Linked DNA regions of Mus musculus: region 1 is linked to region 2. Evidence: chromatin contacts called from public Hi-C data. All regions are on one chromosome and are shown on one strand. Each heading gives the region's core, a stretch centred on a gene start, on an enhancer-like site or on the middle of the called end of the contact. The rest is flanking DNA. Distances are from core to core; before and after follow the strand shown. Region 1 holds the start of Gck (glucokinase). Region 2 holds the start of Sec14l4 (SEC14-like lipid binding 4).

Region 1 (4,809 bases), core at 1,871-4,370, 1.9 Mb before region 2:
CTACCCTTGAGATGACAACTCAGACAACTCTGCCCTAACTCGAGAAGCTGTCCAGCTGTGGGAAAGTCCCCTAGCACCTAGCACCAATCTCCCCTAGCACCTAGGACCTTGAACTTAGTTTCCCCCAAGACTAAATGGAGTCTGAAAACAAAATGGCAGTTCTTTAAACAAGTTTCTTTTGCTTGTCCCTAACAGGGTCTGGCTATCAAACCATAAGGCCTGCCACCCAGGGACTCACTTCCTCTAGTGAGGCTCCACCTCCTAGAGGTTCCACAACATTCCAAAGTAGATAGCACCCCCAGTTGCGAGGGACATTTCATGTGCTAACTTTAGAGATCAGCCTGACAAGCTGGAGAGAGGGCCTGTCACGGGCTGTTCTTCTGGGTTCCATTCCAACACCCATATACATTTAAAAAAAAAAAAAAAAAGAACCAACCTTACCTTTTTAAAAACTATTTTTGTCTTAAAATTTTAACTTATTATTATTATTATTATATGTGCTTATGGCACACTTGTCCAGCTCAGACAACAGCTCTGTGGAATACCCGCTCTATGGTGTACACACATGAGTGCACACACACACAACCATGCAGTTCTCTCCATCTTACTTTTTCTTTATTTTATGCTTTTGGATGCTTTGCCTGCATGTATGTCTCTGCACTATGCGTGTGCCTGGTGCCCAGAGAGGCTAGAAGAGGGAAGTGGAGTTATAGAAAGTTGTGAGTTATTACCATGTGGATGCTAGGAGTTGACCCTGAGTCCTTTGGAAGAGCATCAGAGTTCTACACTGCTAAGCCATCTTCCCAGCCCCCTCTCTGTCATCTTTACGTGGTTCCAGAGATCAGACTAACGTCACCAGGCTTCCATGGCAAGTGCTCTACCTGCTGAGCTATCCTGTCAGCTTTCACGTGACCTTTGTTACGACTGCACGGAAGTGCTGCCCAATGCTGTGATTATTATTTTTTGATACTAGAATGAATAAGCTTGATTATCAGTTACTATCCTTGTCCTGCTGATACCTTGAGGTAAATGAATAGAAAATGCAGCCACGTGTATGAAATGACTTCTTGAACAAGGCACAGGGACCGGGGTGGGGGAGGGGTGCTCACTGAGTAAGAGCACTTGATGTACAAGTGAGAGAAACTGAGTTTGAATCCCCAGCACCCACGTAAAACCCAAGCATGGCTCTGCATTACTAATACACCAGAAGTTGGAGGACAGGGACAGGCAGAGCCCCGCAGCCAGCTTAGCTGAAAACATAAACTTCATGTTCGCTTCTGTCTCAAACAGAGAAGATGGCAAGTGATAGACAAGACACACATATTCTCCTCCTTTGGCCTCTTCTGCATGGCAGTGCATAGGTGCATGCACGTGCATATGAACACCACACACACACACACACACACACACACACACACACACACATACACACACACACACGCATGCTTGCATACACATGAGAGGAGAAAAAAGGAGGTGGAAGGTCACCAACTAGGACAGAAAATGGTTCCTTCAGTTTACTCACTCCCTCTATCAAATGAAAGATGAAGATGGGAAAATGCTCTAACTCATGGCTGCAAGGCTCTGTTTTTCTCCAAATCCAAGCAGACACAGTGTTCATGCAGCTTTCCATGTCCTGTGCGTCCATCATGAGATCTCATCCCTAAGGCACCTTCTGTCCTGTCCCCTCCTCTCCAGTCGTGACTGTTGAGTGTAGGAAGAACATCGAGCTACGTGTCCTTACTGCAGAATGGTACTCCTGGACGAGGTGGATTCACAGGGGGGGGCGGTGAGTTGCCAGAGTTGTCCTGGGTGCTTAGCCAACTAGATCCCATTCTTCCCTCAAAGGTGCAGTGACTGGAAAGAGACCACGCCCTGGGACATGTTCTGGGAGGATGCTTGCTGCTCATGCGCAGTCTGGCTGAGACAGAAATCCGCTCCGTTTGTCTCTGGCTTTGCATTGGTTCACACCCTTCCTCCCACCTCCCAGAGATTAGAGCTTGAAGATTTGCCTCCTCCTCCTCCTCCTCCTCCTCTATCCTCCTCTTCCTCTTCCTCTCCTGTGACTTGCCCAGGAGATGGGAGCAAGGCTCCCAGGCAGCTCCAAGACCAGCCACCCCAAATTCAGGCATGAGCTCAACCCCCAAAGCAAAAGGGGCTCAGAGCCAGGGGTTGGGTAGTCAGAGGCTTGTCATATGAGGTCTGGTGAGGCCAGCTTTGCTCTATTTTGGGAAAGTGATCAATCGTGTCAAGGGGTGACCATACTGGCCAATCTTGGGAAAACCTGGCATTCTGACAGGCACCCTATGTACCCTGTCATACTTGCCAGTGGCAGCTAATTTTAGCAGGGCTTGGAAATGCCAGCAAGTGCAGAGTATGTTGGGGTCACTCCTGGCCAAACCCAAAGAAAGGTCTAGGAGGTGTCTGAACCCCGTAGAAGAGCCCAGAATGTCCTGAGCATTGCTGTCACAAAATTTAACGGCCTCTTCTATTCTATTTCTTGCTGTTTGGGTTAAAGGAAATTTAAGAAGATTCCACAATAGTTAAAAAAAAAAATTGTTTTACTTGCAGGGGAGGGGGTGTCAGGGAAGCCAGAGGACCTGAATCTTCTCCAGCTTGTATGTGCACAGATGTCCTTCCCATCTGCCCCAGTCCATGCCGTGACCAAACTCTCCCTTCCACAAACGCTTGGCTTCCTTCCTTCCTTCCTCCAGCTTCTCCTTCCCAGCCAAGTTCTATGGTGGAGCCCCAGACTGTGTGGCTGTGCATAGCCAACCCTCCATAGGTGAAACCCCATGAGGATCTCCACTACCCACAAGTCTGAAGCCTCACTGGCTCACACAGCTCCTCGTGCCTACCTGTTTCAAAGCATCCGATCATCATCTTCTGTAACAAGTCTGGAAGGGGGCATGTGAGTGGGCTAGCTCCAGCCACTTCATCAACCTCTCCACAGCAGCTCCAACCAGTGTTCAGAGAACATGGTAGCCTGTCTCATAGCCCTGTCCCTGTGGCCTTTGTCAAACCTGATCCCACGTGGTTCTTTGTCCTGGCCCTGGCCCTGTCCCTGACCCCGTGGCAGTAGGCAGGGTATTTTAGGAGCCACCTCTCAGACTGACCCATTAGTGCAGAAGTCCTTGGCTGCCTGTCTTTTGCAACACTCAGCCAGACAGTCCTCACCCACAGCAGGTGGCCTCGGGAGTCAGGAACATCTCTACTTCCCCAACGACCCCTGCTTATCCTCAGATGGCTGTGGATACTACAAGGAGGGGAGCCCAGTCGTTGACTCTGGTAAGGGCCCCTCACAGGCCAAAGGCCTTGAATTGGGGGAGACCTGGAGGGCAGCATGCTCAGGTTGGAGAGAGGGATTGGTTCAAGGATGAGTGCGATCCTGTAGGAGACCTGGATTTGTCCCTTCTTCCCTGTATCCCTTCTCATTGGTGCTACGATTGTCCAGCTCTTGAGGAGTCCACCAGGGCTTGTTTCTGGAATGACAGTGCCTAGCCTCGGGATGTTTTCTGAGTGCTGCTCATCTCTAAGGGGCACCTCATGGCTGTACTCAGTAGAGTGTGGGGCTTTCTTCTCCAGAAGTATGTGGATGGCTGACCTAGGGCCACTCACTCCTTTGTATAAAGCCACCATAGGACCTTGGAAAAGAGGATCCAGGCTAAGACTGGACATGCAGGTGCTGACACTGTCTCTGGACCTTCAGAACTGTGGCTTTTGTCTGTAGGCTGCTATGGCCCTTGTCCAGATCCTCTGGGGTCTACAGTTCCCTGGGGCTACCTCTCCCACTGCTAAGATGGTAAACACAGCACTTGATGGTGTCTTCTTTTTTTCCTGCATTATAAGGTGGGCAATCAGAGTGTGCTCAGGGATCTGACCCTGCCAGCTCTATCCCTCCCACTTTTGCTATTAGTTCCCTGTGACCTAATCCAGACTTGTATAAGAACATCTCCATGCTAAGGGCTTGTTTCCCCACTGTTTCCCTGAACTGTGTCTGCACACAGCCAGCCATACATACTTGAGGCAGCTATGTGCAGGCAGATGGGTTGCTTAGATTGGTTTCCCAGGATGCCTAATCCCAGTGGATCCCTGCTGCAGCTGCTCAGGCTCGTCCATGTGATCCTCCTAGTGTGTCTCTTCCTAAACCCCCTAGACCAAGCTGTCACCAGATGTCTGTATGTTCTCTAGACCTTACCACATCTCTGTCCTGTGTGCACTGTCACAGTACACAGATTCTGGAGACAGCCTAATGCCACCCAGTTCCACCCTGTCTCAAGAAGTCCGCATTCTGTAGCCAGGCGTCTCTAGCCTTCTCGTGGTTGTCGGGGTGACTCCTTTCTCCCCTCTATGCAACTTCCTCACTTTCTAGGAAAGTGAGGAGCTGCACCCCTCAGCCCACCCTGACACCCACTTCCTTGCCTCACCACCCAACTCAACTCTACTGTCATGTAATTCTCTTCCGTGACTCTCCGTGAGCACTGGCCTCGTGTGGTACTGTGCTTGGACAGATAGACAGACAGACAGACAAACAGACAGACAGCAAATGCTCTCAGCTCTTCTCTAACATCCCACACACCACAGAGCACACTGGCTAGAACTGGCATCAGCTCAGGAAACCTGCCAGTGCTCTTCAGGGGACTCAGGAGAAGGGAGTCCTCCCACAGGAAAAGCCCTATGTTTGCTCGTGGCCATGAACCTTGGTTATGTGTCCTGTGACTTTTCAGACAAGGCCCACAAGAGAATCTAGTGAGCTACCAGGGTCTCCCTGCAGCACGAGGTACTTCTAGAGACACGTGAGAATGGCTA
Region 2 (4,761 bases), core at 1,080-3,579:
CACACACACACCTCTATAAGCCTGGGCCTAGTACCCAAGAGGCAGATGTAGGTGGATCTGGTGGGTTTGAAGCCATTCAGGGCTAGATACCCCAAATTTCTTAAAAGCAGCAATAATAATTTTTATTTTGAGACAAGGTCTTACTGTGTAAACCAGACTGGCCTGGAACTCAAAGAGGTCATCCTACCTCTGCCTCCCCAGGGTTGGGATTAACGGTGTATGCTACCACGCCAGGCTAATAATGATAATCCAGCAGAGGATGACATGGGACTGCATTTGGCTTTGCTTACACAATTAAAAATATGTGAAAAAAAAAAAAAGGCCAAACGTAAAGGTAGAAATTCCTACACTGTAGCAAGGGGAACATGAGCACTTGGGGCCTGATGATGCACGATGCCGGATACTAACATTTACAGCCTAACACCTAGAGGCCAGTCTGGAAATAACTGGTGCTCTGCAGTTTACTAAAGCCAGCCTCGGTGCAGCTGATGACCCTGCACAAGTAGCCTATGAGATGACTAAACTTCCAGTTAGCTGCTGTGACAGACCGGCCGACACCACCTGAGTTGGCATGGTCTCTTCTCTGGGATTATCACTGTGCAGCTGTGCATTTAACAACGTCTCCTTGGGCTGCAGAGATGGCTCAGCGGTTAAGAGAACTGACTGCTCTTCCAGAGGTCCTGAGTTTAATCCCCAGCAACCACGTGGTGGCTCACAACCATCTGTAATGGGATCTGATGCCCAATTCTGACATGCAGATAAAGTGCTCCTATACACAAATAAATAAATCTACAAACAAACAAACAAACAAACAGACCCCCCCCCCCAAAAAAAAAACAACTTCTCCTCTTTGGCCTTTTTGTTTTTTGGTAAATTCATAGCCGCCCCTCTCTGCCATTCCGTGTGATGTTCTCGGGTGCACACAAGCGGTAGGTTTGAAGCCTGGCTCCCAGCAGGCAAAGGGAGGATTCACACCAGAAAGCAGCTGCATCCTCAGGAGCCAAAGGAAATTTTGTCAGGGGTGGGGGTTGGAGGGTGTGAAAGGGGCCAGTGCCCTGTAAAAAACAAAGCTATACCTATCCTCCCCTCCAGGTGACTTCTAACTCAGCCTGGAGAGAAGCCACCTTACAGTGCCACACTGAAGACTGTGTGTCTGAAGTGTGACCACAGTGGCCCACCCTAGCTCAGGAGGACTCTGGAAGGAAGTGATCCGGGGCAAGGCAGTACAGAGCTCTGGGCCGTCCTTAGCCTCCCCCTCCTTCCTCCTTTCTCTTCCTATATGTTTTAACATAGCAAGCATTTGTTACTTTTAGTTAGTGGAGAAAGTAGGAGTGGCTGGTGGGGTTCTCTATCATAGTCCACTCCCAGAGACCATGTTTCCAGTTCCAAAAGAACTCAGGAGGCACCGGGTGCCTTCTGAGACCATCAGCCCTGGGAGTCTCATCAGAGGGTCCTTCCTGTTCCACTAAGGACCCCTTAATGGCTGAATCTCCAGGTCCCCTCCTTCACCCAGGATTCTCATGTCTCCCTGTAAGGTTCTTCCGCATGGGAGACACTACAAAACAAGCCGTTCATCTCTTGTTCCTTGAGACAGTGTCACTAAATTCAGGCTGGCCTTGAACCCACAATCTTCTGGTCTTTGTCTCGCAAGGCTTGGGATTCCAGACTTAAACACCTTCAGTACCTGTCACAATTCTTAAGCTTCCCCTTCAAACGAGGTTGAATGAGAACCTGGATGGGACTCCCCTTCCTCATAGCCTTTCCCTTCTCCAGGTACAGCCTGCAGGAGGCTCTCAAAAATCAGACCCCTAGCCCCTCTATTTCTCTGTCATAATTAAAAGTAAACAAGTAAGTCTGATAGGGAGAAGACTGGGAACCCGAGCAACAGAAACCAAACCAAACACTGTTGCAATCTGGCAGGGATCTCCTAATCTGCCTGGCAGAAGTCACTGGCCTGGGAACAGAGGCCAGGGATGGGTGGTGGGAGCTGTGCTGGAAGGCTAAACTTGCAAACACACACACGCACACGCACACACGCGCACGCACACACACCGGCAGTTGCTCAGAGGTAGAGAGAGGTCCTAGCCCAGGTGTGCGCGGGAGGCGCTGGCTTCGCCAACCAGTCCCTGCATAAAGCTGTAGCCAATGCGGGCCGCTTGGGTTCTGCTTGGCTCCCGTGCCTTCCCTCCCGCCTCACCCCTCACCCCTTACCCTGGCCAGAGCCTCCTGCTGCTGCGGGCTCAGGTCCCCGACTTGTCCTCTCATGGTGCTCTCTGCTAGGCCTCAGCTGCTGCCACCTTCACAGGGCTTTACTTAGCAGGTCTGCTGCTGATCCCGCCCCAAGGGAGGCCCGCCCCAAGGGAGAATCCCTGTTCCTGCCCCGCCCTACCCAGTGCTCCCCTGTTTTTGTTTTTCTTTTGTTTTGTCTGCCCCAGGTCATCAAGCCTACCTTAAGGGGACAGAGAGGTGACCAGATCTCAAGAGGTGTCCTGAGAGTCTGAGGTAGCAAGTGGCCCTCACCTCCAGGTCTTCACGCGCTTTCAGGGGGTGGGACTGTAGGTGTGTGGGGAGTGGGTGTTAAGAAAGTGCTCACCTAAGGACAGGTACGTGGAGCACACACTTCCGGAGCCAAGTGGGAGTTGAAAATGTCACCACTTCTGAGTCCTTTTGCCCAAGGAGAGCCCAGCCCCCCTCCCCCGACCTTGAACACAGGCTGCGCTCCACAAATGTTTGCTGGCCAGGAGAGCCCTTATTTGCCAAATGGCTCCAGACCTCTAGAAGTTAGGAGGGATTAGGTAAGACCATGTCTCCTGTGTTAGCAGAATGCCTGGCACGGCACACACAGTTTCAACACTCTATGAAGGCCGTCAGCTCAGGCGGGAACTACAGGATGGCCCAGGGGTGAGCCTCTGGGAGGTAGAGGGTGGGAGGCAGCCACACTGAGTAGGCTGACCTCTCTGGGTAGGATGAGAAAACACAGGCTGCCTTGGCATGAATTTTCTGCAAAGCAGGTGGCACCTGAGCAGGGAGGAGATAGTGAAACAGGCCACTGACACCTTTCCCCTCTGTCGTCCCATGGATCAAATTAAGTTTTAGGTAGGGGGTGACCAAGCAAGGGCTCACTGTCCTTTGGACTATTGTCTGTTGGAGATGTGGTTGGTCAGGAACAAGTATGGCCTGTGCTAGGTAGAAACGGCAAATCAGATTTCAATGACTTAGCACCAGAAACAGTAACTATTTTATTCAGTTTTCCTACTGATACATGTATGTTCATATTATAACTTCAGATATTCTGAAATATACAAAATACACTTTTAAAAAAAGACAGGGTTCTTACGTAGGCCAAGATGTTTCAGACTCACTGTGTAACCACGGAGAATCTTGAACTCTTGATCTTTCGGCTTCCACCTCCCCAGTGAAGGGATTACAGGCAGGGGCCATCAAGTCTGGTATTCTGGGTAATTTTATATAAACTTGACACAAGCTAAAGTTATCAGAAAGGAGGGAGCACCTTTGAGAAAGCCTCCATCAGATTAGGCTACTGGCAAATCTATAGAACATTTTCTTTTTCTTTTTTTCTTTTTTTGAGACAGGGTTTCTCTGTGTAGCCCTGGCTGTCCTAGAACTCACTTTGTAGACCAGGCTGGCCTCAAACTCAGAAATCTGCCTGCCTCTGCCTCCCGAGTGCTGGGATTAAAGGCATTACCACCATGCCCGGCAGGACATTTTCTTAATTAGTGATCGATGAAGGGATGGCCCACCCCCTTGTAGGTGGTGACAGCCCTGGGCTGGTGGTCCTGGGCTCTATAAGAAAGCAGGCTGAGCAATCCAGAGCAAGTGAGCAGTCAGCAGCATCCGCCCATGGCCTCTGCACCAGCTCCTGCCTCCAGGCTCCTGCCCTGTGTGAGTTTCTGTCCTGACTTCCTTGAACAGCAGTGTGGAAGTGTAAGCTGAATAAACCCTTTCCCTCCCCAAGCTACCTTGGTCATGCTGTTGTGTCTCAGCGACAGTAGCCCTAACTGGGACACCTGGTTTATATGGCTCTGGAGCTGGAACACAGGACAAGCCTTCTACAGGCTGAGCTATTCCTCAGATGAAAGGACTCAGGGTGGACTCGCACAAAGTGCATTTATTTTATTTTTTCATAGTTTTTATTTTTTGAAACAGGGTCTCACTACGCAGCCCTTGCCAACCTGGAACTCACTGTGTAGACCAGGCTGACCTTAAACCCAGAGATCCTCCTGCCTCTGCCTCGTGAGTGCTGGAATGAAAGGCCTATTTTGTAATCGATAGATTTTCTTCTCTAAGGCAGTTTTAGGAGTCAGTAGGGGTTAAGAACTGTAAAAGGACATGTCCCTGGCTGTGGTTTCAGAGGGAATATTTTCACTGACCTACAAACCCTCTATGTTCTGCTTATTCTTTCTCCCCTTTGAGAATCCAGGTTCCTGGGCCTGGAGAGGTGACGCGGTGCTTCAGAGCACTTGTGGCTCTCCCAGAAGCCCAGACTCATCCAGCAGCATCTCTCAGGAAGCTCACAACCGGCTGTAACTTCAGGTCCAGGTGATCTGACGCCCTCTTCTGGCCTTCTGGGGCATTACATCACATGGTGCACACACACTCAGAGACACAAACATACATACATATATATATATTTAAATGCAGCTACTAAGCAGTGTGTGGTGGCACACTACTGTAATTCCAGTGTAATTGGGAGGCTGAAGTGGGAGGATTGAAAGTTCCTGGGCTCCATACTACCCACAC

Evidence for each region. Hi-C and Micro-C count contacts between places; a contact is called where the count stands out from the background.
Region 1: a contact with region 2 is called in a Hi-C map of liver, with 4 times the contacts expected there. The contact joins the promoter of Gck here to the promoter of Sec14l4 in region 2. A contact is called at or near these places in 2 of 39 promoter capture datasets (both in liver), 1 of 484 Hi-C or Micro-C datasets (liver) and 2 of 9 other capture datasets (adipose tissue and liver).

What each region holds. Positions count from the first base shown.
Region 1 is chr11:5,913,446-5,918,254 of GRCm38.p6, reverse strand. Gck (glucokinase) reads left to right here and starts at 3,120. Exons shown (of 10, transcript NM_001287386.1): 1 at 3,120-3,288. The coding sequence starts at 3,244. Gm11967 (predicted gene 11967) reads right to left here and starts at 2,988. Exons shown (of 2, transcript NR_166847.1): 1 at 2,859-2,988; 2 at 1,493-1,921.
Region 2 is chr11:4,029,350-4,034,110 of GRCm38.p6, reverse strand. Sec14l4 (SEC14-like lipid binding 4) reads right to left here and starts at 2,329. Exons shown (of 12, transcript NM_146013.1): 1 at 2,212-2,329. The coding sequence starts at 2,265.